Linked DNA regions of Mus musculus: region 1 is linked to region 2. Evidence: chromatin contacts called from public HiChIP or PLAC-seq data. All regions are on one chromosome and are shown on one strand. The core of a region is the stretch at or near the end of the contact, and the rest is flanking DNA. Distances in the headings are between cores, read along the strand shown.

Region 1 (5,088 bases), core at 1,889-4,388, 72 kb before region 2:
TGAAATGTCTCTGGAAGTGCTCTCACAACGGTAGCTACTGTCTCTTGCTGGGATAAGGAGGGAAACCAGGGTCCAAGGGATGGAGAGAGACTTCCCTCTCCTTATTTGGCTCAAAATAGTGGAGTTGGTTTATCAGGCAATTCTTGGGATTAATAAAACAAAGGGGCCACAATGACTTAGTATGTATGATACAGCTGAACTACTCTGCAGCCTTAGCTATGACCTAAAACAGGACAAGGCAGAAGACCTCTACATGCAGCAGGTGTGTAGTAACAGTCCCGGGGGAAACTTACGATATTGGAGCAATTCCTCACAAGCCTGCAGCCTTAAGCTGAGAGGAGGGAGGTTGGGAGAGTATCACAAAGTTTTCTTACAGTGGGTTAGCCACAGCCAAGCCTCATCTACGTGGTCTAGTGGAGACATTCGAGGTCACTGGAGTACCTTGCTGGAGCCTGTGCCCTGCCTTCAGAGGGTGAACACTCAGAAGGGAGAAGATACACTCTTGTACTACATAGCAGAACATCTCTGAGACTACTGGACCTCAAAGATGAGACTGAAGAGTCCAGGACAGTCACAGCCTGCAGCACTCCTGGCTCACAGCCTGCTCCTCTCCTGATTGCCCTTCCTGGATGTCCACAGTTTTGTCTCCTTACACCCCTAACCCTGTAGCATATGAAAGCTGGAAGCCCGAGTCTGCATCCCTGGACTCCCACATCCCCCTACTTTTACCTCAATCAGAGGCTTCCATGACCTGCTCACCACTGAACCAAAGGCAGAAAGGGCCCAAGGTTAGAACTGAGCCACAGTGGGCCTCTGAGCCTGTCCCCTGAGGCTCCCTCACAGTTTTGTCAAAGAATATTAATTAACCTTTGCTCAACTTTACACAACAGATATCAGTCCCCTACTCTCCAACAGGAATCATGTCTGTTGAGGTTTGGTCTGTTGCCACATATTGTCTTGCCAAAGACTGACCTCCCGAGATCTGCTTGCCCCCGGGGAAAAGGAGATTCTCATGTATGCCAAGTGATGATATGTAACCTTGTCCCCTGCCCCAAGTTACTCCTGATTGGTCAATAAAGATGCCTCTAACCTGTAGGTGGGTAGAAGAGAAGTCGGCGGGGCTTAAGTTCCCGGGCTTGTGGTCTGAAGCAGAGACCATGAGGGGAGAGAGAGGCGACAGTGAAGAGAGAAGATGCCATGGATTAGGGGATCATAAGAATTAGCCAACAGGGCTGGCCAGTCAGAGTAAGAGTGGCCCAGGCAGAGCATGGCAAGTCCTATCTTGGAGTTATTGACAGGGAAATGGGCAAAATAGCATAGAGGGTTATCTGCCCGGCTCTAATGCTACATATAAATATAAAAGTGTTGTGTCTTCTACCTGGCAGAACTCCTAATTAATTATTACCACAACAAGTGTCCTCCTGACACAAGAGTCTTCATTTTACCCTTGGCTGGATGAAAAGGAGCCACTTCAGGGAGGTGTTTTAGGAGGGTGGGGTGATGGTGGTAGGGGGTTTACCTCTTTTCCCATAGCTCTGACTGCAAGTTGCTAGTCCAGCTGAAATTTTTTATTTCCAATTCCTTCTCTGGGCTGTAACTAAATGCTCTTTCTCATAACGAAATGCGCAATCATGTCTATCTCTCTTGATACAGTTGAGGCCTGGGTAAAGACCATCTCTTGTGTGCTGTATGGAAGCATCACCTGTTGATAAAAAGCTGATTGGCCGATGAGCTGAGACAAGAAACAGGAGGTGAGAGTTCTGGGAGGGAGAGCGGAATTCTAGGATAGAGTCAGGCGCAGGAAGAGATTCGCCCTGAACTCTGAGGAGACAGATGCATGAAACTTAGGAGAGTAGCTAGCCTTACGACAGCCTCAGACTAGATTTAACGTGATAACTGAGTTACAAGCCCGAGCTTATGGCCTAGGCTTTTATTCACATAGAATTAAGTTTCAGAGTTGTTATTACAGGAACTGGGGTGCAGGTGGGAAAGCCCATGGTTGCAGCTCTGTGTCCGGGTTTAATTGATTTGGACTTTTGAGACAGGGTCTTGCCATGTATCCCTGACTAACCTAGCATTTGCTATCTAGACCAGGATGGCTTTGAATTTGCTATGATCTTTCTGCCACTGTCTTCTGGGTGCTGGTATTACAGGTGTGCTCATCTGGCTCCAACTCCAGAGATTTGAACATCTCAGAGATCTAACAAACGTTCACCAAGTAATTGAATGAGTGGTCTGCTGGGCTGCCCCTCATCCAGGACTCTTCCACTGACCAGCACTGAGGACTCTGGCTCCAGACTGGCCATTCGTTTATTAGTGTTAGTAGTGACCCTGTGCTCAGGACTCCACCTGAGGGGTCTTCAATAATCATGGTCTTGGGCCAGCTACGTTTGACTTAATGTGTAAAAACACTCACAACACAATCCCGACAGCCTGAGTTACCTATACCCCCAGAACCTATAAAAAGATGGAAGGAGAGAACCAACTTCACAAAGTTGTTCTCTGACCTCCAAACACATCCTCATTGCATGCACACATACCCATGGCGTGCACACACACTCATGTACATATACATTCATGCACAATTTTTTAAAAAAGCCATTTCCAAACAAGAAAACTACCCCAGCAAGACATGTCACTACAAGTTTCCAAAGTAGGCCTGCCACAGTTTACCTGCTTCATCTCTGTTAGTTTCTACATGGTTCTGAGGCAAGCATCATTGCCCTCGGACTTAGAAGAGAGGCTCCGATGCCTAGATAGATACCATGAGTCCACCACCATCAGTGCTTACTGATGAGAGAGTTCAGATTAACCCCAGAGCTTGGTACACACACCCGGTCAGCCTTGGAGGGAACCTGTCAGAGTGGCAACATTGCAGGTGGGGCACAAGAAGGGATCCTGACTCCTCTGGCCACTTCTTCCATCTCTGAAAGCTGAAAGGGTGGAAGAAAACCCAATGATTCACAGGACGCCCCTGTGACTTAACGCCTGCGGTAGCTGGAGCTGATGCAGATACTGTGAGGGGTTGCTGAAGAGCAATTGCAGCAAGTGCCAGTAGAAGACACTTGTCTGCCAGGGGACTCTAGGCTCACTGCATCTCTGAACCTGTGTTCTGTAGGGCAGGGCAGGGAACCGCACTTTCCAGGACAGCTGTGGGAGTTCTTGTTTTCAGCCAGCCACCACTTCCTGTTTTGTTCTCTGTTTATACTTTATGTTTAATTTAGAGAAAGTGCTTGTGGTTTGGTTGCTTTGGGTTGTTTCCCGTTCAAGATCTACAAAGAAAGCTTTCTTTTCAAGGTGAGAGAGGGGAGAGAGAGAGAGAGAGAGAGAGAGAGAGAGAGAGAGAGAGAGAGAGAGAGAGAACAGAGCAAGTTTCTTTTCAAATACTTTCCTAGGAAGAATAGTAAAGATTTCCCTGATAAAATGACAAAATTCAAATAGTACCAGTCATAACTCTCCAAATCTGGGATATATTCAACAGTCTCCAGAGTATGTGGCTATCTCAAGGACAGTGCTAGCTAACGTTGGTTGCCAACTTGACACACCCGGGAAGAGGGAACCTCATAACCTCATTCATTACGATGGAATTGCTTCCAACAGATTGGCCTGTGGCCATGTCTCTGGACCATTTTCTTGATTCCATCCCTGGGCAGATGGCCCTGGGTTGTATCAGAGAACAGGCTTAGCAAGCTAGGAGAAGCAAGCCAGTAAGCAACATTCCCTCCATGGCCTCTGGTTCAGTTCCTGCCTCTAGGTTCCTACCTGAGTTCCTGCCCTGACTCCTCTCAGTGATGGAGTACGATATAGAAGTGTAACCAAATAACCACTTTCCTCTCTAAGTTGCATCTGGTCCTGGTGTTTATCACAGCAATAGGAGAGCCAGCTAGGATAAGGACAAATCTCTCTGAAATAACCACCTTCACAATGCCCACATTTCACAGAATTTTGGGCACACTACTGTTTACTCTAAAGTCCAGATGTGTAACTCGGATGTCTTCACAAGACAGTCTTTGAAGAATACCGAGGTATCTCAGGCACTTCTTTAGAACTATAGAATGAGATGTAGCAACTCAGTGTTTGCTCTGGAAGACCTACCACCTCCAGCCAGCATGAGCTGCATATAGCAGTCAGGGGTAAACAGCAAGAACAGTGTGGGATCTCAACCAGTACTGCTGCCTCCCCAGCAATCAGGAAAGCCAACATTCGTAGCCAACATTGTGTAGACAACAGCAACATTAGCAGCAAAGGCAACAGCAACATTAGCAGCAAAGGCAACAGCAAGTGCACAGTTATTTTGAAGTTGACTTTGATTCTCTGTGCTTGGTAGTTGGATTTATCTTCCCCAGTAGTTAGAAACATGCAACAATCACAGGCGCTGCCTTTGATAGGTGGTAAGTAGAGTGACAAAGAGGCTAGTGAGCATTGTCCTGAGCTGGCAATCAAATACATCAGGATTTGTCAGGTCTGTGCTACCAGTATACCACTAGGATCCCAAGGGAGCCCGGCATGATAAGTAGGTCCCATGAGATATGAATTACTGCTCTTCCCCCACCCCCCAACACAACGTTCTTTTCTTTTTGTAAAGAACAGAGTAGAAGGAAGTATATTTCCTGATCACTTTGTAGCACCCCCAAAAGATGGCTAGCGGGCAAGAGTATATTTCATTTATTCTCCAAGAAGAATACACCCAGACAGTGGTGTGATACTCAGCTCTGCCTGTCCATATAGCACCAGCGCCATAGAAGTAAAGCTACTGAAACCCTTGCATGGGAAGAGAGGGGCTCGGCAGTCTAGAAAGCCATGAGGCTGGGAAGAAAGGCGGGTGCTGAGTGGCCAGCAAGGCATAAGCCTTGTCTGGGCATGTGAAGCCAGCACTCACTGGTTCACTGTCCCCTGGTACTTCTCCAGGAACCCAGACTCTTCAAACATCAGGCATGTGGGGGCTGAGAAGGGAATACATAAAGTGAGGGGGCCGGAGTGACACATGCCACAGAATCCCCCATCTCACAGGAAGGAGAGCAAAGTGTGCTGAATTCACTTCTGACCACCAACGGTCACAAAGGCTTCTGGGCTGTCAGGATCAGGGGA
Region 2 (5,363 bases), core at 2,748-5,247:
CTAAATGAGAGAGAAGAGTTCTTCCTCCTGGGCTTTCCAAGAGTAGACAGAGATAGCAGTCACTTCCACAGTGAGGTACAATATTAAACTTTAGAGTTGAAAAATAAAACATTACCCTATTTATGCCCTTTCTCTAGGAGTAAAAAGACACACACGATTACAAACATAAAATGAGTCAAACTTCTATTTTATTAACAGGAGTCCAAATGAATACAAAAGTGCCTCCTTTGTATGCTGTAGTTACTGTCTTCAGAAGGCTTCGGACAGAGTCAGGTAGGTTAAACTACGAATGTAGTGCAGCTTTTCTAGTGAACCTTTTCCAAAAGGCTGAATGACATCAACCGAGCGTCAGAGAACGTGTGGTCCCGGAGTAACTTTTGGCCCTGAAGCTTATCGGATTAATTCGATCCTGCACTGACACCACCAGAGGCTTTAAGAGGCTGTAAGCCAATAAAAGCCACTTTTATAACGTCTGCTAACTCTGGGCAATTAAGAATGGAAAATTCTAAAATGTAGCCCTCTGTATTATGTGGAATGTGTGAGAATGCTAAGTTATGGCCAAGATAGATGAAAATTATGGTTTCAACTTACATATGGAACTGTTACAATCTTACCATTTGTAAAATATTGATAAATGAATAATAGAGCTTACTAACAGATTAAAAACTTGAGCAGACATTACTTAAAACATGTGTGATGCTTATCATATTTTAATGTTTACTAAAACTAAAGCTGAACAAAGAAGAGCTCCTCATTTATAGATTGTTTTCATGTGCCTTGACTTTTACTGAGAGCATAATCTATCAGGTAATGCACAGCCCACACTTCTGGACAGTTGGAACATCAAAGGATTTATTATCATTTGCAGATGAGATAAACGCACCACCCCATACCTGAAAGGCTTTAAAAACCCTTTTCAGATTGTACCCTGGCACCAGCGGCCTCTTTTTTGCATCCGTTTCTAGTAAAGTCGGCAACCCTTCCCTCCATATCAGCCCTCACTGCTGCTGCTTTATGACCTCTCACAGAGCAGCAATGTTTGCAAGGATGTGCAAACGCTGTAGTCCACTCACTCGGGTTAGTCTCCACCTTCCTCTTCCTCCTCCTCTTCCTCAAAGCTGTCTTCAAATCCTTCACTGTCTTCCTGGTCTTCGTCACCTTCTATCGCTGTGTCCCACTGTGGGTGGTTTTCTGGCACAGGCTTGGCCTCATGAACTTCCAACTATAAACAATTAAATACGTATGTCAGAAATTTGGAGAAGAATAATGAAAACACTATCTAGTGAAGGTTTTCTCTGACTGTGGCAATCACAGAGAGTGAACTTTGTAGCTGCAACTCTACATTCAGCACATTCATTACAAAGATTCTTCATTCTGCAAATAAAAACGCTAAATATACTTAGTAATGTAATTCAATTTCTAATATAGTTCAACATTTTGACTCTGTGGAAGTTCAAGCATTTAAGAAAGTATTTCTATGGCACAAACTACTAGCAACCATGATTCCTAAGCAATAACACTGAGTGGTCTCTAATTAGAAGTCTTTGGCTGAAGAAAGAAAAATTCAAGTATGCCTTCCAAAGACTTCTAGGAAGTAAAATTCTATGGCCAACACAAGAAATACAGAGCTTTCAGGAGGAAAGACAGACTCACCTTTCCTGTCTCCTTTACTCTCAACAGTGTCACAATCATTTAGCACAATCTCACTAATCTAAGAGATGACGTGTATGAAAAGCTCAAGGGAAATGAGTAAAGTGTGTTTCAAACCATACACAAAGTTTATGTTCTAAGATGATTTAAAAAAAAACAAAAACAAAACAAAACAAAAAAACCCAAAAGTACAAAAAAAATCTTCATTTCAGAAATCAACAAACACTCCAGTAAAGTCTAAGGAAAAATGAGTCCTGTCTCCATCTGACCCCCACCAGCCTTTTTAAAGCCCTGAGATGTATCACATGTTACAGTGCATTAAAACGACCACTAAAGCAACGTACAATCTAAGTTCAGGGCTCCCTAAAAATCTAGCTATTACTGAAGGCGTATGAGGTGGTCTTTCTCTGTCTCCAGCCTGCCTCAGGCATTTGCTCAGGGCCCACTCCATGTGCCCTCAGTGACTGCTCACTTGTCCTACCTTCAGTGGTTTAATCTGATCCAAGCCCATATAGGAGTCTGATCTCAGGAACACTGTATACTGATAATTTCCAGGCTTGCCGGGTGCGGGAAACTTCAGTTCTACCTAAGAAGATAAAAATCAACACTTTAAAGACCAAGAGAATGCCTTTAAACTTCCTGCCTCAGAGGGTGGAGCAGATGATTTGCACACACTGTCATAATAACAAACAGCACGTGTGAGTTCCATCTCATCTATTATAAACTCTAAACAAAAAGGAAATCAAATTAAGCAGAACTACTGGGGTTCATTTCTATGTACACAGCTCAAGAAAGCATATTAAATTCTATGCTGCCACCTTAACACTCAAAAGAAATGCAATAAAGAATGAAAGTATGAATAAATGAAAGGTTAAATAGACTTGGCTAGATAAAAAGTAATTTTTGCCAAATTCTATTTCCATAATAAATTATTTATGCCTTAAAAATCCAAAAAGAACACTTCAAGACTCAGGGAGGAAGGTGCAGAAAGAATGTAAGAGCTGGAGCAGGGATCTGCTGCAGAAAAGAGTCTTGAGGACATGACAGGGCCGCTGAACTCCCAACTCACTGCAGCGGTGGTTATACCACATAAGCCAGCAAGACCCAAGACTCCCAAGGGACTGCTGCTGGCAGTTAACAGTTGCTGGGGACGAAGGTGCCCACTTTCCAGTAAACAGCTTTTCACCCACGTTCATGCGAGCATCCAAATGAAACTCAGTAGGAAACATACAAATACACACACACACACACACACACACACACACACACACTTACTTGTTGGGAAAAAGGGCTTCAAAGGGCAAGGGAAGAAGAAATCAGAGGGAAGAATAGATACAAAACAACTAAAAATCACTATATTCATATATGAAACTCAAAATTATGAAAACAAATTTAAAAAGAATTACATATTTTTACTCCATTATATTTCAATAAATGATTTGTTAGTTTTAATAAGGCCCTTTACTACCCTAACATCTATCCATAGCAGAAAAATAAAGTATAAATTACATAAAACTATATAAAAACAAGCCCAAAAGGATATTAAATTTCCAATCAAGTCATAAACAAATACAAACAGTAACATAGCTTTAGAGATTTCAATTCCATATGAGAGTAAAAATGCATATTTAAAATAACATTTCTATACTCTAGTTATCTGCCTCCAGTCTCCAAATTCCAGATTTTTGTAGCCAATATTATAAATTAATATAGGTCATTGTGGTGAGAATCTGTAACCCCAGACCTTGGAAAATTGGGGCCCGAAACAAATAGGGGGAATACTCATGTTCATGTTTAAAGACTCACTTCCTCACAATAAAAGAAAGACATCCAAGTTAAGAGATAAATAAAAACAAGGGAACAAACGTACACACAAAAATATGCCCGACCTCACTGAGTGTCTACTTTCACTGTTAAAACAAATTCAGACTATAGAATAAAAAGTGATTTACAGCCAAACCATCACTGCATGCTAAACATTTGGTAAAAATATCCAGAGAACAGTACGATGCCCAAATAACATACCACAGATGAGGTTCACCAAACACTCTGGAAGTAAGGAAACCTTATCACTACAAATGGGGACAAACACACACAACGTGTGACACATGAAATATGTGACCAGTAAGAAATGTAGTGAGTAAGCAGTGAGACAAGTTACACTGATACTCTAACAAAACAGCCTGGCGGAGTCTTGCAAAGGATTGTATGAAGAAACAAAAAAGGAGCTGCAAGTTCTGACTCCAGTGATCGCCACGCTTGGCTGGCGTGTATGTACCCAGAGAAAAAAGGACTGAGAACAAAAACCAAGTGACCTTCCTTTTGCTTGTGAACTTGAAGAGGAAGCAGAGCCTGTGGCAGATATGCAGGGCCATGAACTGAACTGTGACGCTGCATCACATCAGTGCTCACTCTTAACAACTGCATTACACTTGTGGCAAGAGACTGTAACTCAGGAGATCCAGGCCCAAGTTTTATTGTTAGAAGAAAAAAGGTCGGTTGTGAAGCACAGTATTTGCCAACTTTTGTGTAAAAATTTGGGGAGGGCAAATAATCTGTATATTATCTACATAAATACCACAAGGAAAATACATTAAAAATGGAGTGCTGGGCAGTAGTGGCACACGCCTTTAATCCCAGCTCCCAGGAAGCAGGGGCAGGTGGATCTCTGTGAGTTCGAGGCCAGCCTGATCTACAGAGCTAGATCCAGAGCACCCAGGACCACATAGAGAAATCCTGTTGGTGAGGGAGCCCCAGTAACAACAAAATAGATGACATGAACTGTGTAGGCGAGCCGAGCACTTGCCTGACAAGGAGAATTGCAGACTGGGAGTGGAAACAGACTGAGAGAAGTGTGTTGCAGTCAACAAAGTTGAAAGGAATTGAAGATCTAAAGAGTGTTTTGGCATGGAGATACAGAATTTAAAGTTTGCCCTTCTGGTTTTAAGACTTGCCCTGGCCCATTATTTCTTCACTATGTTCTCTTCCTTCCTTTTGAAATGACAATGTTTATCCTGTGCCATTGTATGTTGGAAGTATATGATCTGCTTTTTGATTTTGACCTTATAGGGGGATACAGTTAAGGAAACTGCCATGAATTTCAGAAGAGAATTTGAACTTTAAAACAATGTTGAGACTGTGTCAGATTATGGGGAATTTTGAAGTTGTGCTGAACCCATTTTTATATTATGATATGGCTATATATGGGGGTAGAGAGTGAAGTGTGGTGGTTTGAATAAGAATGGCCTCATATGCTCATATATTTATTGAATGTTTAGGCATCAGGGAGTGGCTCTATTTGAGAAGGATAAGGAGGTGTGGCTTTGGGGGAGGAACTGTGTTACTGGGGGTGGGCTTTGAAATTTCAAAAGCTCATGCTAGGCCTAGTCTCCCTTTCTCTGCCAACAAATCAAGATACAGCTTTCAAATACTTCTCCAGCACCATACCTGTCTGCTGTCATGCTCCCTGCCATTATGCTAATGGTCTAAGCTCCTGAAACTGTAAGTAAGACCCCCCCACTGAATTCCTTCCTATGTAAAAGCTGCCTTGGTTATGATGTCTCTTCACAGAAAAAGAACAGTAATTAAGAAAGATCAACTTTAAATCTGGATCATTTAAGGTCAGAAGACCCACCCTAAACCTGGGCCACACCTTCTAGTGGTAGCTTATATAAAAGACATGGAAGACAGCAGCTTTTGCTCTTTATCTGCTT

The links. HiChIP or PLAC-seq counts read pairs in DNA pulled down with a chosen protein or histone mark.
Region 1: a contact with region 2 is called in an H3K4me3 HiChIP or PLAC-seq map of the 230-238 cell line, with 19 read pairs. The contact joins two enhancer-like sites. A contact is called at or near these places in 9 of 484 Hi-C or Micro-C datasets (8-cell embryo, CD4 T cells, CD8 T cells and 5 more), 4 of 115 datasets of contacts at active chromatin or transcription factors (the 230-238 cell line, CD8 T cells, effector CD8 T cells and 1 more) and 3 of 9 other capture datasets (adipose tissue, liver and pancreatic islet).

The regions. Positions count from the first base shown.
Region 1 is chr10:42,895,886-42,900,973 of GRCm38.p6, reverse strand. All of the region lies in intron 1 of Scml4 (Scm polycomb group protein like 4), which reads right to left. Among named protein-coding and RNA genes, the nearest start is that of Gm34006, 30 kb to the right of the region's middle. Within about 2 kb of position 3,138, at least 90 of the 459 cell types and tissues checked have an H3K27ac peak or open chromatin away from gene starts, as enhancers often do. A contact at or near this core is called in the 230-238 cell line, where this site is marked.
Region 2 is chr10:42,824,750-42,830,112 of GRCm38.p6, reverse strand. Sec63 (SEC63-like (S. cerevisiae)) reads right to left here. Exons shown (of 21, transcript NM_153055.3): 20 at 2,132-2,236; 21 at 1-1,222. The coding sequence ends at 1,079. Among named protein-coding and RNA genes, the nearest start is that of Scml4, 33 kb to the left of the region's middle. Within about 2 kb of position 3,997, at least 22 of the 459 cell types and tissues checked have an H3K27ac peak or open chromatin away from gene starts, as enhancers often do. A contact at or near this core is called in the 230-238 cell line, where this site is marked.